Regions from separate parts of the Mus musculus genome. Here region 1 is linked to region 2. The links are chromatin contacts, called in public Hi-C maps. All regions are on one chromosome and are shown on one strand. Each heading gives the region's core, a stretch centred on a gene start, on an enhancer-like site or on the middle of the called end of the contact. The rest is flanking DNA. Distances are from core to core; before and after follow the strand shown.

Region 1 (4,571 bases), core at 1,021-3,520, 1.9 Mb after region 2:
AGCCTTGGCCAAACCAGCTAGGCTTCAGTACTTCCCATACTGACCCAGACCACTGTGGCTAGAAGGACACCTCGCATTCCCCACGTTGTCTTTCCCAATGCAGGCGATGCAGGTCGGAGGGTGGGTGCTGGAAGAGGCTTAGGCTGCAGTAGCTAACGGGCTCTGCTAGACAGCGCCTCTTCGTGTGCACTGGGTCTGAAGATGCCCATACTCCTGGCACCAGCTCAGTGTGCAACCCTGGGGAGAGGCTTCACAGCCCTCAGGCTGCGGGTTTGGGAGGGGAAATGGGCATTGTGTCAGTCTTAACAGCCTCTGTGCATTGTGCACATGAGCAAGGATTGTGGGCCAGGCCTATCGTGGGTATCCCTGGGACACTCCATATTCCTGAATCATTCCAAGACAATCCAGGGTTGCTAAACACACACTCTACAACCCACCCCCACAAAGCCACGGTGTGCAGAGCCTACAGAGCCAAGAGTGCGGAGCTGGGTTGTAAGCAGAAGCCTGGACTCGGAGCCGACACTCGCCCATTGGGATCCTTCCTGCAGGACTTCAGGAGCTGGCTTTGGCAGGTGTCCAGTTAGCCATTCTCACGTGTCTCTAGAAGTACCTCGTGCTGCAGGGAGACCCTGGTAGCTCACTAGATTCTCTTGTGGGCCTTGTCTGAAAAGTCACAGGACACATAACCAAGGTTCATGGCCACGAGCAAACATAGGGCTTTTCCTGTGGGAGGACTCCCTTCTCCTGAGTCCCCTGAAGAGCACTGGCAGGTTTCCTGAGCTGATGCCAGTTCTAGCCAGTGTGCTCTGTGGTGTGTGGGATGTTAGAGAAGAGCTGAGAGCATTTGCTGTCTGTCTGTTTGTCTGTCTGTCTGTCTATCTGTCCAAGCACAGTACCACACGAGGCCAGTGCTCACGGAGAGTCACGGAAGAGAATTACATGACAGTAGAGTTGAGTTGGGTGGTGAGGCAAGGAAGTGGGTGTCAGGGTGGGCTGAGGGGTGCAGCTCCTCACTTTCCTAGAAAGTGAGGAAGTTGCATAGAGGGGAGAAAGGAGTCACCCCGACAACCACGAGAAGGCTAGAGACGCCTGGCTACAGAATGCGGACTTCTTGAGACAGGGTGGAACTGGGTGGCATTAGGCTGTCTCCAGAATCTGTGTACTGTGACAGTGCACACAGGACAGAGATGTGGTAAGGTCTAGAGAACATACAGACATCTGGTGACAGCTTGGTCTAGGGGGTTTAGGAAGAGACACACTAGGAGGATCACATGGACGAGCCTGAGCAGCTGCAGCAGGGATCCACTGGGATTAGGCATCCTGGGAAACCAATCTAAGCAACCCATCTGCCTGCACATAGCTGCCTCAAGTATGTATGGCTGGCTGTGTGCAGACACAGTTCAGGGAAACAGTGGGGAAACAAGCCCTTAGCATGGAGATGTTCTTATACAAGTCTGGATTAGGTCACAGGGAACTAATAGCAAAAGTGGGAGGGATAGAGCTGGCAGGGTCAGATCCCTGAGCACACTCTGATTGCCCACCTTATAATGCAGGAAAAAAAGAAGACACCATCAAGTGCTGTGTTTACCATCTTAGCAGTGGGAGAGGTAGCCCCAGGGAACTGTAGACCCCAGAGGATCTGGACAAGGGCCATAGCAGCCTACAGACAAAAGCCACAGTTCTGAAGGTCCAGAGACAGTGTCAGCACCTGCATGTCCAGTCTTAGCCTGGATCCTCTTTTCCAAGGTCCTATGGTGGCTTTATACAAAGGAGTGAGTGGCCCTAGGTCAGCCATCCACATACTTCTGGAGAAGAAAGCCCCACACTCTACTGAGTACAGCCATGAGGTGCCCCTTAGAGATGAGCAGCACTCAGAAAACATCCCGAGGCTAGGCACTGTCATTCCAGAAACAAGCCCTGGTGGACTCCTCAAGAGCTGGACAATCGTAGCACCAATGAGAAGGGATACAGGGAAGAAGGGACAAATCCAGGTCTCCTACAGGATCGCACTCATCCTTGAACCAATCCCTCTCTCCAACCTGAGCATGCTGCCCTCCAGGTCTCCCCCAATTCAAGGCCTTTGGCCTGTGAGGGGCCCTTACCAGAGTCAACGACTGGGCTCCCCTCCTTGTAGTATCCACAGCCATCTGAGGATAAGCAGGGGTCGTTGGGGAAGTAGAGATGTTCCTGACTCCCGAGGCCACCTGCTGTGGGTGAGGACTGTCTGGCTGAGTGTTGCAAAAGACAGGCAGCCAAGGACTTCTGCACTAATGGGTCAGTCTGAGAGGTGGCTCCTAAAATACCCTGCCTACTGCCACGGGGTCAGGGACAGGGCCAGGGCCAGGACAAAGAACCACGTGGGATCAGGTTTGACAAAGGCCACAGGGACAGGGCTATGAGACAGGCTACCATGTTCTCTGAACACTGGTTGGAGCTGCTGTGGAGAGGTTGATGAAGTGGCTGGAGCTAGCCCACTCACATGCCCCCTTCCAGACTTGTTACAGAAGATGATGATCGGATGCTTTGAAACAGGTAGGCACGAGGAGCTGTGTGAGCCAGTGAGGCTTCAGACTTGTGGGTAGTGGAGATCCTCATGGGGTTTCACCTATGGAGGGTTGGCTATGCACAGCCACACAGTCTGGGGCTCCACCATAGAACTTGGCTGGGAAGGAGAAGCTGGAGGAAGGAAGGAAGGAAGCCAAGCGTTTGTGGAAGGGAGAGTTTGGTCACGGCATGGACTGGGGCAGATGGGAAGGACATCTGTGCACATACAAGCTGGAGAAGATTCAGGTCCTCTGGCTTCCCTGACACCCCCTCCCCTGCAAGTAAAACAATTTTTTTTTTTAACTATTGTGGAATCTTCTTAAATTTCCTTTAACCCAAACAGCAAGAAATAGAATAGAAGAGGCCGTTAAATTTTGTGACAGCAATGCTCAGGACATTCTGGGCTCTTCTACGGGGTTCAGACACCTCCTAGACCTTTCTTTGGGTTTGGCCAGGAGTGACCCCAACATACTCTGCACTTGCTGGCATTTCCAAGCCCTGCTAAAATTAGCTGCCACTGGCAAGTATGACAGGGTACATAGGGTGCCTGTCAGAATGCCAGGTTTTCCCAAGATTGGCCAGTATGGTCACCCCTTGACACGATTGATCACTTTCCCAAAATAGAGCAAAGCTGGCCTCACCAGACCTCATATGACAAGCCTCTGACTACCCAACCCCTGGCTCTGAGCCCCTTTTGCTTTGGGGGTTGAGCTCATGCCTGAATTTGGGGTGGCTGGTCTTGGAGCTGCCTGGGAGCCTTGCTCCCATCTCCTGGGCAAGTCACAGGAGAGGAAGAGGAAGAGGAGGATAGAGGAGGAGGAGGAGGAGGAGGAGGCAAATCTTCAAGCTCTAATCTCTGGGAGGTGGGAGGAAGGGTGTGAACCAATGCAAAGCCAGAGACAAACGGAGCGGATTTCTGTCTCAGCCAGACTGCGCATGAGCAGCAAGCATCCTCCCAGAACATGTCCCAGGGCGTGGTCTCTTTCCAGTCACTGCACCTTTGAGGGAAGAATGGGATCTAGTTGGCTAAGCACCCAGGACAACTCTGGCAACTCACCGCCCCCCCCTGTGAATCCACCTCGTCCAGGAGTACCATTCTGCAGTAAGGACACGTAGCTCGATGTTCTTCCTACACTCAACAGTCACGACTGGAGAGGAGGGGACAGGACAGAAGGTGCCTTAGGGATGAGATCTCATGATGGACGCACAGGACATGGAAAGCTGCATGAACACTGTGTCTGCTTGGATTTGGAGAAAAACAGAGCCTTGCAGCCATGAGTTAGAGCATTTTCCCATCTTCATCTTTCATTTGATAGAGGGAGTGAGTAAACTGAAGGAACCATTTTCTGTCCTAGTTGGTGACCTTCCACCTCCTTTTTTCTCCTCTCATGTGTATGCAAGCATGCGTGTGTGTGTGTGTATGTGTGTGTGTGTGTGTGTGTGTGTGTGTGTGTGTGTGTGGTGTTCATATGCACGTGCATGCACCTATGCACTGCCATGCAGAAGAGGCCAAAGGAGGAGAATATGTGTGTCTTGTCTATCACTTGCCATCTTCTCTGTTTGAGACAGAAGCGAACATGAAGTTTATGTTTTCAGCTAAGCTGGCTGCGGGGCTCTGCCTGTCCCTGTCCTCCAACTTCTGGTGTATTAGTAATGCAGAGCCATGCTTGGGTTTTACGTGGGTGCTGGGGATTCAAACTCAGTTTCTCTCACTTGTACATCAAGTGCTCTTACTCAGTGAGCACCCCTCCCCCACCCCGGTCCCTGTGCCTTGTTCAAGAAGTCATTTCATACACGTGGCTGCATTTTCTATTCATTTACCTCAAGGTATCAGCAGGACAAGGATAGTAACTGATAATCAAGCTTATTCATTCTAGTATCAAAAAATAATAATCACAGCATTGGGCAGCACTTCCGTGCAGTCGTAACAAAGGTCACGTGAAAGCTGACAGGATAGCTCAGCAGGTAGAGCACTTGCCATGGAAGCCTGGTGACGTTAGTCTGATCTCTGGAACCACGTAAAGATG
Region 2 (4,464 bases), core at 1,777-4,276:
CCTATTTTTCTCATAAATTTTCATTTGTTCTTAATGAAGATACCAATTTTTGTACATTTGCTTTCTGCAAATTCACACCAGCAGATACCAACAGTATCTTAAATCAGTTTCTTTCAAACAGGGTCTCATGTAGCTCAGGCTGGCCTCCACTGACTAAGTAGCGAAACATGACCTTGAATTCTTTGTCGCTACCTCCCAGATTCTAATATTGCAGGTGGAAGGCTGTGCAATGTTTTCTTATGAAACAGGCTCTCGGATGGAGGGTTTAGCTCAGTGGTAAAGCCACTACCAAACATGCACAAGGCTCTGAGGTCTAGTTCTTTGTTTGTTTGTTTATTTCTTTACTGAATAAATGCGTTGTCTTCTTGTATGACTGTGCTCCACATATGTGCCTGGTGCCTGCTGGAGCCAAAAGATAGCAACAAATCCCATGGGACTGGAGTTACAGATGGCTGTGAATCACCATGTGGGTGCTGGAAACTGAACCCAGGTCTTTTGGAAGAGCAACCCTGTTCTTAATTGCCGAGCCATCATCTTTAGGCTCTGGTTTATTTATTTTTATTTGATGTGTATGAATGTTTTGTCTGCACATGTGTGTGGGTAGTATGGAGCCCAGGAACTTTCAATCCTCCCACTTCAGCCTCCCAATTACACTGGAATTACAGTAGTGTGCCACCACACACTGCTTAGTAGCTGCATTTAAATATATATATATGTATGTATGTTTGTGTCTCTGAGTGTGTGTGCACCATGTGATGTAATGCCCCAGAAGGCCAGAAGAGGGCGTCAGATCACCTGGACCTGAAGTTACAGCCGGTTGTGAGCTTCCTGAGAGATGCTGCTGGATGAGTCTGGGCTTCTGGGAGAGCCACAAGTGCTCTGAAGCACCGCGTCACCTCTCCAGGCCCAGGAACCTGGATTCTCAAAGGGGAGAAAGAATAAGCAGAACATAGAGGGTTTGTAGGTCAGTGAAAATATTCCCTCTGAAACCACAGCCAGGGACATGTCCTTTTACAGTTCTTAACCCCTACTGACTCCTAAAACTGCCTTAGAGAAGAAAATCTATCGATTACAAAATAGGCCTTTCATTCCAGCACTCACGAGGCAGAGGCAGGAGGATCTCTGGGTTTAAGGTCAGCCTGGTCTACACAGTGAGTTCCAGGTTGGCAAGGGCTGCGTAGTGAGACCCTGTTTCAAAAAATAAAAACTATGAAAAAATAAAATAAATGCACTTTGTGCGAGTCCACCCTGAGTCCTTTCATCTGAGGAATAGCTCAGCCTGTAGAAGGCTTGTCCTGTGTTCCAGCTCCAGAGCCATATAAACCAGGTGTCCCAGTTAGGGCTACTGTCGCTGAGACACAACAGCATGACCAAGGTAGCTTGGGGAGGGAAAGGGTTTATTCAGCTTACACTTCCACACTGCTGTTCAAGGAAGTCAGGACAGAAACTCACACAGGGCAGGAGCCTGGAGGCAGGAGCTGGTGCAGAGGCCATGGGCGGATGCTGCTGACTGCTCACTTGCTCTGGATTGCTCAGCCTGCTTTCTTATAGAGCCCAGGACCACCAGCCCAGGGCTGTCACCACCTACAAGGGGGTGGGCCATCCCTTCATCGATCACTAATTAAGAAAATGTCCTGCCGGGCATGGTGGTAATGCCTTTAATCCCAGCACTCGGGAGGCAGAGGCAGGCAGATTTCTGAGTTTGAGGCCAGCCTGGTCTACAAAGTGAGTTCTAGGACAGCCAGGGCTACACAGAGAAACCCTGTCTCAAAAAAAGAAAAAAAGAAAAAGAAAATGTTCTATAGATTTGCCAGTAGCCTAATCTGATGGAGGCTTTCTCAAAGGTGCTCCCTCCTTTCTGATAACTTTAGCTTGTGTCAAGTTTATATAAAATTACCCAGAATACCAGACTTGATGGCCCCTGCCTGTAATCCCTTCACTGGGGAGGTGGAAGCCGAAAGATCAAGAGTTCAAGATTCTCCGTGGTTACACAGTGAGTCTGAAACATCTTGGCCTACGTAAGAACCCTGTCTTTTTTTAAAAGTGTATTTTGTATATTTCAGAATATCTGAAGTTATAATATGAACATACATGTATCAGTAGGAAAACTGAATAAAATAGTTACTGTTTCTGGTGCTAAGTCATTGAAATCTGATTTGCCGTTTCTACCTAGCACAGGCCATACTTGTTCCTGACCAACCACATCTCCAACAGACAATAGTCCAAAGGACAGTGAGCCCTTGCTTGGTCACCCCCTACCTAAAACTTAATTTGATCCATGGGACGACAGAGGGGAAAGGTGTCAGTGGCCTGTTTCACTATCTCCTCCCTGCTCAGGTGCCACCTGCTTTGCAGAAAATTCATGCCAAGGCAGCCTGTGTTTTCTCATCCTACCCAGAGAGGTCAGCCTACTCAGTGTGGCTGCCTCCCACCCTCTACCTCCCAGAGGCTCACCCCTGGGCCATCCTGTAGTTCCCGCCTGAGCTGACGGCCTTCATAGAGTGTTGAAACTGTGTGTGCCGTGCCAGGCATTCTGCTAACACAGGAGACATGGTCTTACCTAATCCCTCCTAACTTCTAGAGGTCTGGAGCCATTTGGCAAATAAGGGCTCTCCTGGCCAGCAAACATTTGTGGAGCGCAGCCTGTGTTCAAGGTCGGGGGAGGGGGGCTGGGCTCTCCTTGGGCAAAAGGACTCAGAAGTGGTGACATTTTCAACTCCCACTTGGCTCCGGAAGTGTGTGCTCCACGTACCTGTCCTTAGGTGAGCACTTTCTTAACACCCACTCCCCACACACCTACAGTCCCACCCCCTGAAAGCGCGTGAAGACCTGGAGGTGAGGGCCACTTGCTACCTCAGACTCTCAGGACACCTCTTGAGATCTGGTCACCTCTCTGTCCCCTTAAGGTAGGCTTGATGACCTGGGGCAGACAAAACAAAAGAAAAACAAAAACAGGGGAGCACTGGGTAGGGCGGGGCAGGAACAGGGATTCTCCCTTGGGGCGGGCCTCCCTTGGGGCGGGATCAGCAGCAGACCTGCTAAGTAAAGCCCTGTGAAGGTGGCAGCAGCTGAGGCCTAGCAGAGAGCACCATGAGAGGACAAGTCGGGGACCTGAGCCCGCAGCAGCAGGAGGCTCTGGCCAGGGTAAGGGGTGAGGGGTGAGGCGGGAGGGAAGGCACGGGAGCCAAGCAGAACCCAAGCGGCCCGCATTGGCTACAGCTTTATGCAGGGACTGGTTGGCGAAGCCAGCGCCTCCCGCGCACACCTGGGCTAGGACCTCTCTCTACCTCTGAGCAACTGCCGGTGTGTGTGCGTGCGCGTGTGTGCGTGTGCGTGTGTGTGTTTGCAAGTTTAGCCTTCCAGCACAGCTCCCACCACCCATCCCTGGCCTCTGTTCCCAGGCCAGTGACTTCTGCCAGGCAGATTAGGAGATCCCTGCCAGATTGCAACAGTGTTTGGTTTGGTTTCTGTTGCTCGGGTTCCCAGTCTTCTCCCTATCAGACTTACTTGTTTACTTTTAATTATGACAGAGAAATAGAGGGGCTAGGGGTCTGATTTTTGAGAGCCTCCTGCAGGCTGTACCTGGAGAAGGGAAAGGCTATGAGGAAGGGGAGTCCCATCCAGGTTCTCATTCAACCTCGTTTGAAGGGGAAGCTTAAGAATTGTGACAGGTACTGAAGGTGTTTAAGTCTGGAATCCCAAGCCTTGCGAGACAAAGACCAGAAGATTGTGGGTTCAAGGCCAGCCTGAATTTAGTGACACTGTCTCAAGGAACAAGAGATGAACGGCTTGTTTTGTAGTGTCTCCCATGCGGAAGAACCTTACAGGGAGACATGAGAATCCTGGGTGAAGGAGGGGACCTGGAGATTCAGCCATTAAGGGGTCCTTAGTGGAACAGGAAGGACCCTCTGATGAGACTCCCAGGGCTGATGGTCTCAGAAGGCACCCGGTGCCTCCTGAGTTCTTTTGGAACTGGAAACATGGTCTCTGGGAGTGGACTATGATAGAGAACCCCACCAGCCACTCCTACTTTCTCCACTAACTAAAAGTAACAAATGCTTGCTATGTTAAAACATATAGGAAGAGAAAGGAGGAAGGAGGGGGAGGCTAAGGACGGCCCAGAGCTCTGTACTGCCTTGCCCCGGATCACTTCCTTCCAGAGTCCTCCTGAGCTAGGGTGGGCCACTGTGGTCACACTTCAGACACACAGTCTTCAGTGTGGCACTGTAAGGTGGCTTCTCTCCAGGCTGAGTTAGAAGTCACCTGGAGGGGAGGATAGGTATAGCTTTGTTTTTTACAGGGCACTGGCCCCTTTCACACCCTCCAACCCCCACCCCTGACAAAATTTCCTTTGGCTCCTGAGGATGCAGCTGCTTTCTGGTGTGAATCCTCCCTTTGCCTGCTGGGAGCCAGGCTTCAAACCTACCGCTTGTGTGCACCCGAGAACATCACACGGAATGGCAG

What was found. A called contact is a pair of places that touch in the nucleus more often than the background predicts.
Region 1: a contact with region 2 is called in a Hi-C map of liver, with 4 times the contacts expected there. The contact joins the promoter of Gck here to the promoter of Sec14l4 in region 2. A contact is called at or near these places in 2 of 39 promoter capture datasets (both in liver), 1 of 484 Hi-C or Micro-C datasets (liver) and 2 of 9 other capture datasets (adipose tissue and liver).

Annotation. Positions count from the first base shown.
Region 1 is chr11:5,912,865-5,917,435 of GRCm38.p6, forward strand. It overlaps Gck (glucokinase), which reads right to left and starts at 2,271. Exons shown (of 10, transcript NM_001287386.1): 1 at 2,103-2,271. The coding sequence starts at 2,147. Gm11967 (predicted gene 11967) reads left to right here and starts at 2,403. Exons shown (of 2, transcript NR_166847.1): 1 at 2,403-2,532; 2 at 3,470-3,898.
Region 2 is chr11:4,028,756-4,033,219 of GRCm38.p6, forward strand. Sec14l4 (SEC14-like lipid binding 4) reads left to right here and starts at 3,027. Exons shown (of 12, transcript NM_146013.1): 1 at 3,027-3,144. The coding sequence starts at 3,091.